2 separate regions of the Mus musculus genome follow, and region 2 is linked to region 1. The links are chromatin contacts, called in public Hi-C maps. All regions are on one chromosome and are shown on one strand. Each heading gives the region's core, a stretch centred on a gene start, on an enhancer-like site or on the middle of the called end of the contact. The rest is flanking DNA. Distances are from core to core; before and after follow the strand shown.

Region 1 (3,944 bases), core at 28-2,527:
GAAAAGTACCGTGTTAGGCATCTGCATCTCAGGGTTGATGTAGCCCAGCACGCTGTCCAGGCGCATAATGTTGTCAATGACATCATCAAACTAGAAGAGAGAAACGTCCATGTCGTTTCCATCTGGGGTCGGCCCACCTAGAGAGGGGCAGCTGCCCCCCTGCCACCTCACCCAACCTGCTCATCTGGAGGAGGAGGAAATGACAAGAGGAGCGTCCTACAGCCGAGCCTGAGGCTTGTCCCCAGGAATCCCTTGACAGGGAGTTCTTGACACACCTTCCCGGGCTGGGAAAGCACTTCTGTGAGTCTGCCCTGTCCCCAGCAGAGTTGCAAGAAGATAGCAACTCTCTTCAGACTAGGGCGGCTGTGTCTCCCTCAGGCTAGAGGCCCATAAAGAAACACCCCCAGGTCTGCCATGAGGGCCAGACTATTTCCAAACAACTGACACCAAGCCGGAACCCCTACCCCCACCCCCCCCACCCCGCTCACCTCTTTCTCGGGGTTGGAGCTGATATGTAGCATGGCCATGGGACTGTTGGGAGCACTGTTGCCGGCCGAGGTGGACAGTACGTGTCCAGCCCGCACCCCTGGGGATGCTGCTGGGGCAGGCTTCGGGGAACCTTGGGCTGGGCTCACGTGGGCAGCAAACTTGTTCCCATAGGTCTCAGACAGATACTCCCGAACCTTCTGATGCTGGGACTGTTGCAGGTGGTAGGAGGTGGGGTTCTCCAGGTAGGACTGCACCTGGGGAGGGGGAAGGCACAGCTGTGGAGGGGGCAGGGACTCCTCTACAGGGAGCAGGGATGGGAGAGGCAGGGGCCTTACCTTCAGCACCTCCCCGGGCACAGGCGGGGGCGACTGGAAGTGGACAGGGGTGTTGATGGCTGGGGTGGGGGGCCCACCCAGCTGCTGCTGCTGCTGCTGCTGCTGTTGCATATAATGCATGACAGCCTGCTGCTGCATGCGCTCTCGCTGCTCCTCCTGCTGGGCCTGCTCCCGCATGAGCTGCATGCGCAGCCCGATGCGTGACGCCATGGCAGCTGTTGGTTCGGGCTCCCTGTAGTCGAGGGGAGACAGGCCCATGAAGTATTCATCATCTTCGTAGTCTTTAAGCACAGGCTGGCATAAGTATGGTTGCTCCCATTGTGCACAAGGAGAAACTGAGTCCGGGCAGAAGGGATTTGCCCAAGACCACTGAGCGAGCTGAGCCATGAACCCAAGTTCCCTGAGTTCTAGACCAGAGGTGAACACTGTCCTTCAGTGACTGCAGGAGTCCACCTGACCCCTCGCTGTCACATCCACATCCTGAGTATTTCATACCTGGCCTCAGCTCCGGCCCCCTCTCCCGCCCCTCCCCAGGCCAGCCTGCACCACGCCTCCTCAGGGCCTGAGGAGCCTCCAGATGCTCCTCCGTGCTCCTCCCCCACCATCTGCTCACAGTAGCTCCATCATCCTGTTAGTTCCTGCCCTGCTGTCTGCTCCCAACTCTCCATAGCTCCCAGTTCATCGGAACAAAAGCCTAAATCCTTAAACCCAGCCTAAATGGTCCTCTGTAATCTGCTGCACCCTCATGGTCCCCCATAGACTTCCCGCCCCCAACACATGCTTCTCTCCCTTGTTCTCCCTGCTCCAGCCACACCCCCAGCCTTAAACTATCCTTCAAACACTCCAGGCATGCTTTCTCCGCCCCCCACCGTCCCCCCCCCCCACCTTTGCACTTGCTGTTGCCTCCACCTGGAATGTTCTTTACACAGATACCATCAAGGCTCACTTCTTCACCTCCTCCGAGAGACTCTAATGTCACCTCAGAGTGCCATTTCAGGACCACTGTGCTAAAATGGCATACCACCACCACCTTGCTTCTCTATATCAGATGCCACCATCTAGGACAGAACATATTTTTTTTTTTTGCTTCTTATTACGTTTGTTATTGTTATTCCATGTCTGTCCCTTACTAGGAATGCAAGTCCCCTGAGGGGACACATTTCATCTGTTTGTTTACTGCTAGACCTTCGGCCTCTAGCCGTTGGGTCATGGGAGACAGAAAGAAGCCATTGCATGAAGCAAATGAGAATGGATATTATCCATGAACCAGGCACTGGAGATGTACCCCGTCCCTGGCTCCTGGCGCCCAAAGTCGGCGAGAGAAAGGAAGACCCACAGGCAGAGAATCACCACCTCAGGGCTCCTCACTGCTCGGAGCTCAGAGCTTGACCCACTGTGGGAAGGTGTGGCTGAGGCCCCAACCAAGGCTGAAGGGGGGCAGGCAACTCGGCATGCTCGCTCTGTCTCTAGCTCAATGAGTGACAGTAACCAAGTCCCTTCCCCTCTCTAGGCCACAAAGGAAAGAGCAGAACCCAGTGACTTCTCAGGGACAGCCCAAGACTGATAGGCACTGGTCTGGCCGTATCTGAGACCATGACAGTACAGTTAGGGACTAGAGGGATTTGGCAAGGCATGACTTCATGATTGAGCAACGGCTTCCCCAAAGGGCTGGTGGAGCAGAGCGCTCGCTGATTCTTTGTTATGTGACCTTGGTCAAGCTATAATCCTGGAGCCTCAGTTTATCTTCCTCTGCATTTAGTAAAAACTGGCAGCTTTGTGCAGTGCCTGGCAGTCTGAGTACATGAGACTGGTACAATCTAGCTAGCGTCTTCAAACCCGGCATCCAAGGCCTCCATCAGCCCTGTTTGGAGGCCCTTGCTTAATTACAAACCACAGTCTTTCATAAAGAAGGGAAATCAGAGGCACAGTGCAGGACAAAGCTAGGACCCCACCCCAGGTATCTGGTCTACCCCATGCTGGGGAAGGGAGGCCTGGGGGCTGGGACATCTGGTCTACCCCATGCTGGGAAGGGGAAGCCTGGGGGGCAGAGTTGTTCCCAGTTGGGAAACTGGTTGATCCAGAACCAGGAGTGGAGCCTAGGTCCCATATCTGCAATCAAGACTCCAGCCACTATCTAAGCAGCTCTGTAATAGAGTGAGACTACCCACTGTCCTGTGTGTCCTGCTGCATGCAGAGGCCAGCACTGCATCTTCTCTCATGCTCTGCCCAGTGAAGGGGCCTGAGCAGCCCATGCTCTACAGGGAAGCCCCCAACAACCCAGGCAATGACAACCTACCCTTCCCCCATCCTGTAGCAGCTACCAGCTGCAGCCTCCACCACCTCCCACGACCCCTTCTCTAGCTCCTACAGAGTGATGTCCCTGTCTCCACACCACACCCTATCAATCACACTGGCAAACAGACCCCTGGCTCTGACCAGATGCGGCCCCACACATCTACTCAGACAGCCCGAAGCCTCTCCTCCATGGACAATCCAACTTCAGATGGCCAGTGGGGGCCAAGGCGCCTGGCCGTGCCAGCCGGCTCAGGGAGGGCTAGGGAGAAGGAGTCCCTTGTTCCCCTGACAAAGAGTTGGCCTGGCTACCTCAAGGACCCACTAGAGCCCGCTAGGGCCCACTAGGCCCCGCTCTGGCTGCACTAGCCTCAGCTCTCTGTCTGTAAAATGGGCATGGGAATTCATCCCCTCCCCTGGGAGCATCCTGGCAGATAATGTAAACAGTGAAAGTCTAGCTGACCTCTGAATGTCAGTGACCACTGAGAGAGGAGGCAGGCAGAAAATACTTTCCCGCTCCCCAGCACCTCCTGGGCAGAGCTATGCACCCCATATTCCTGATGGCAAATCTCTAACCTCCCTTACTGGGCTTGGGAGAATGGGGAAGGGTCAAAGGCTAGCTACTGAGGACTGGGAAGGAGAGACCCTGTATGCTGATCAACCTCAGTGCCTTCCAGTCAGGATGAGCCAAGAGACAGGGAATGTCCAAAGTCTATGTCTCTCTCTTCCTTTCCCCCCAAGACTGGAAAGGACCCACTGCGAAAGCCCAGCAGCATGGGACCCACGGCAACGCAACTGTGTACAGGTACCAGGACAGAATTTTCTCCT
Region 2 (3,818 bases), core at 879-3,378, 480 kb before region 1:
TGCCGAGAGAGCAGAAGGAACAGGCAGCCTTCTCCTTACCATGGGACAAAACAGGTCCTTTCTTAAGAACAAGGCAGGCTTAGTCTTATTAAAAGGAACAAAGCTTCCTTCTTTAAAACCTGGGTTTAATTCATTTAGCACTGAAAGGGTAAGAGCTTTTTCTTTCTCTATGCAATAAAGATTGGAGCTCATTTTTCATCCAGAGTGAGTGAATTCTTTCTGCACGGTTGCTTGCTCTTTTGCTCCAAATGCATATGTAAGCATGGGTGTGTGTGTGTGTGTGTGTGTGTGTGTGTGTGTGTAACTGTGAGAATGTATGAAACTTGGACCCAAATGGTTTGAATGGAAATGTATAAATGTGCATGTGGGAATCTGTGTTTGTATTTATGTGAGTTTATGCATATTTGCTTATGTAAAAGTTTTTTCCTTCCATGAACATGATTTTCTTCTCCTGGTTCAATAGAAGTAAGTTTATTGCTCCAAACTTCCCCTAGCCTGACAAATGAGGGGCATCTAGAAAAAGGGAAAACATCTCTTGCAATTAACCCTTTACTTAATCTCCTGCTGTTTTAGGATGAGGTGCTAAATGCCCGAGACTGCAGTTTCTAGCCTCTGAGGACACAAAAGTCAGGTCAGCTACAGTAGCAAAGTAACTTAGACTTAGACAAGTCAACTTTTTATTATTATACAACAACTCTAAGTATCTCGCAAGACAAAAGTCTTACCCTATGCCAATCCTTTTCCCCCTCTGCTGACTCAAGGAGAAGCGAGAACAAAAAAAGAGGACCATGCCAGGGTTGGCCCCTGGTAAGGAAGACCTCAGGGGCCCTTGTGCCAGTAGAAATTTGTAACTCAGGTCTGCCTAAGTAAGAAAGCAAGTAGGAGGGCTGAAGAGATAGCTCAGCCATTGAGAACACAGATTCTTGCAGAGAATCTGAGTTTGGTTCCAAGCATCCACATTGAGTGGTTCACAGCAACTTATGACTCTAGCTGCAAGAGGCTCCTAGTCGCTGGTTTCCATGGGCACTGGCACACATGTGGCATGTGCCCATGAGTGCACATAATTTAAAATAAAAACATTTCAACTTTTTTTTTGAGACAGAGTCCCACTATGTAGCTCTGGCTGGCCTGGACCTCACTATTTAGACTAGGCTGGCCTCAAACTCAGATCCACCTGTCTCTGCCTCCCAAATGTTAGGATTAAAGTTACACAATGCTAGTGTAAACTAACTAAGAGTCAGAGAGAGACTCCAAGTGCCTACCCCATGAAACCTAAACATTCTTTCTCAATGAGGAGCCAAGCATGACCGAGATGGGAAACTGTCTCTCCTCAGTCAGATCAGGTGTCAAAATTAGGGGGTCACAAAGAGAAGGGATCAGGGATATGTATTGTGCTTGGTCTGTAGAAGAGGGTTGTATCCCCAAGAAAGGCCTTACCTGGCGACACCACCAGGCTGATGTTTCTGAGAACAGTTACTTCTCTGAGGGAAGGATAATATGGACCACACCAGTAGAACGCTGAGTCATCCTCTGTTAGTTGAGTCATGGTGATGTTGAAGAAGCCAGCTTCAGGATCATCCCAGATTGTGTGCTGTAATTCCCTGGCTGCTTTCCGAGGCTCAGAGGTAGTGACCACTCTCGTACATTTACTTGGGGCTGTTTGCCGACACCACGTTTTCAGCACATAGGACTCCTCCTTAGGCTTGTATTGGCACTGCACGGAGAGGCTCTGTCCTACCATTCTATGAAGCTCTTCAGATACTGTGGACCCCCAGACACCTGGACAACAAACTGTCAGGTCAGAGGTCAGAGCTCTAGCTGTATGCATTCGTTTCTGGGGCTAGGGAAGCCAAGAGGCAATGACTTCCAACACTCAGACGCACAACATGGCCCCAAAGCCAGCCCTGGTCACAGGGTCAGCCTGGTTCCTTGTCCTTTTATCTATCCCACCTCTCAAACCCTTGTACAGGGAATCATCTCACCTGAGGCCAGGAACACCAGCTGCACAGGGACCAGGAGCAGTTGTGAGTACCTCCAGGCCATACCAGTCCAGATTCTGTCAGTAGAGGAGAGGAGAAAAGGAGGAGACCTCTGAACTAGGCAAGTCTTCCCCTAAGTCTCATCATCTGTGAGATGTAAGAACCAAGGAAGATCAGAGCTTTGATTGGGGAAGTAGCCAGTCTGGGAAGGCGGGCTTATGGACCCATAAGAGGAACAGTGGCCAGGCCTGGACTGGGGACTCCTAACTGCAGGGTCCATCTCGTGGTTGACCTAGGTAGATAGGTTCTGTGGACACATGAGAGGAACAGTGGACAGGCCTGGACTGGGGACTCCTAACTGCAGGGTCCATCTCTGGCCCTCACTCTTCACCCCTGCTCATCCGTGTCCCATCTCAGCCATTCCACACCACCCACCAATCACACTCCTCCATTATTGCTACAAAAAAAAAAAAAAAGAACATTGTAGAAAACAATATGAGAAGTAAGAGGCCTGTTCCTCTTTTCTTTTTCCCTGAGAAAGGTCAAAGGTCCCTAGAGGTGTGCCCAGAGTCCTGGGAATCCCCATCACTAAGATAAGTCAGGGCCCTCACCTCCAGTATGTTGTCATCCTGGAAGGTTTGTAAGCCACCAGACTCCAATGCCAGAGTGTAAGGATGGTCCCTTGGAAAGGGGGAAGTGGGGCTACTGGGAGGTAGAGAACAATGAGAAAGAATTGTCAGAAGGGAAGTCAAGAGGGAGGGACCTCTTAAGGGTGAGAAAGGAAGCAAGGGAATTCATGACCATGTTAAAGGACATGTGAGTGGGAGAGTGAAACCTATGAGAAAAATTATCTCTCATTAACATCTCACCTGCAAAACTGTGTGGAAGAAAGGGTGACCCAGGCTGGGTCTCCAGGGTTTAAACCTAGCTCGACCAGAAAACAGGCTGCCTTTCACGGTCCCACAAACTGTCAAGATCTGAGAGACTGAAAGTGGAGTCAACAATCAGTAGCAACCAGTTAGGGAAGGTATATGCACACCACATCAAGGGAACCTCAGTCTTTCACTGGCGAGCCCACAGTAGCAGCTGGGATACCACTGGCTATCAGAACACCTAAATTCTTATTGGTCTTCATGCATCTGCTCCACTCCCAGGGACTCTAGGGACCTCCTATGTAGCAGTTGATGGATGGCAAAGCAAAGAATAAAAAAATCTAATGGCCCTGCCTTGTACTTATGAGGGAACCAGAAGTGTGGGATATAAACGTCATTTGTTTGAGTTGGTTTGCAGAGCTGGAAATCAAACCTAGAGCCTTGTACATGCTAGTAAGAAAACAGCTCGCCATTCCACCAAGCTACATCCCCAGCCAAAGCTTTAGTTATAAACTCAATCTTATCTTCCCTGAATTACTGAACCGAAGTATTGGAATCAAATTTTATTTTTTCTAACGTCGTCACACAAGAGACTGAAGCAGTTAAGAAAAAGCATGTGTTGCTTTTGGAGAGGGCCAGGGTTCAGCTCCTGACAACCATGTCAGGGGGGCTAACAACCACCTCTTACCGCAGTTCCAGGGGATCTGACGCTCTCTTCTGGCCTCCTCGGGCATCCATATGAACAAATCCACACAAAGATACATACACTTATTCATAAGTAAAAACAAGTCTTACACTACACAAGATATTTAGGAAAATACTTTCTTCTTCATGGAGAACATTGAGATGCGTCATTATACATTTGTCAGTATCCAGAGAGTGCAAGACACCAACAGCAGATCCCAAAGAAGCTAGTCTGAGCTGATGGTGCCATGTCAGTGTGAGTTTACCCAGTGTAGCAAATGCA

Evidence for each region. Hi-C and Micro-C count contacts between places; a contact is called where the count stands out from the background.
Region 2: a Hi-C map of the HPC-7 cell line shows a contact between it and region 1, with 2.2 times the contacts expected there. The contact joins the promoter of Treml4 here to the promoter of Tfeb in region 1. A contact is called at or near these places in 1 of 15 datasets of contacts at CTCF or cohesin (large pre-B cells), 2 of 484 Hi-C or Micro-C datasets (the HPC-7 cell line and embryonic stem cells) and 1 of 115 datasets of contacts at active chromatin or transcription factors (astrocytes).

Annotation. Positions count from the first base shown.
Region 1 is chr17:47,783,077-47,787,020 of GRCm38.p6, reverse strand. It overlaps Tfeb (transcription factor EB), which reads right to left and starts at 1,277. Exons shown (of 8, transcript NM_011549.3): 1 at 825-1,277; 2 at 489-743; 3 at 10-90. The coding sequence starts at 1,211.
Region 2 is chr17:48,262,605-48,266,422 of GRCm38.p6, reverse strand. It overlaps Treml4 (triggering receptor expressed on myeloid cells-like 4), which reads right to left and starts at 2,128. Exons shown (of 6, transcript NM_172623.2): 1 at 1,983-2,128; 2 at 1,438-1,791. The coding sequence starts at 2,043. All of the region lies in intron 1 of Gm52308 (a long non-coding RNA gene), which reads left to right.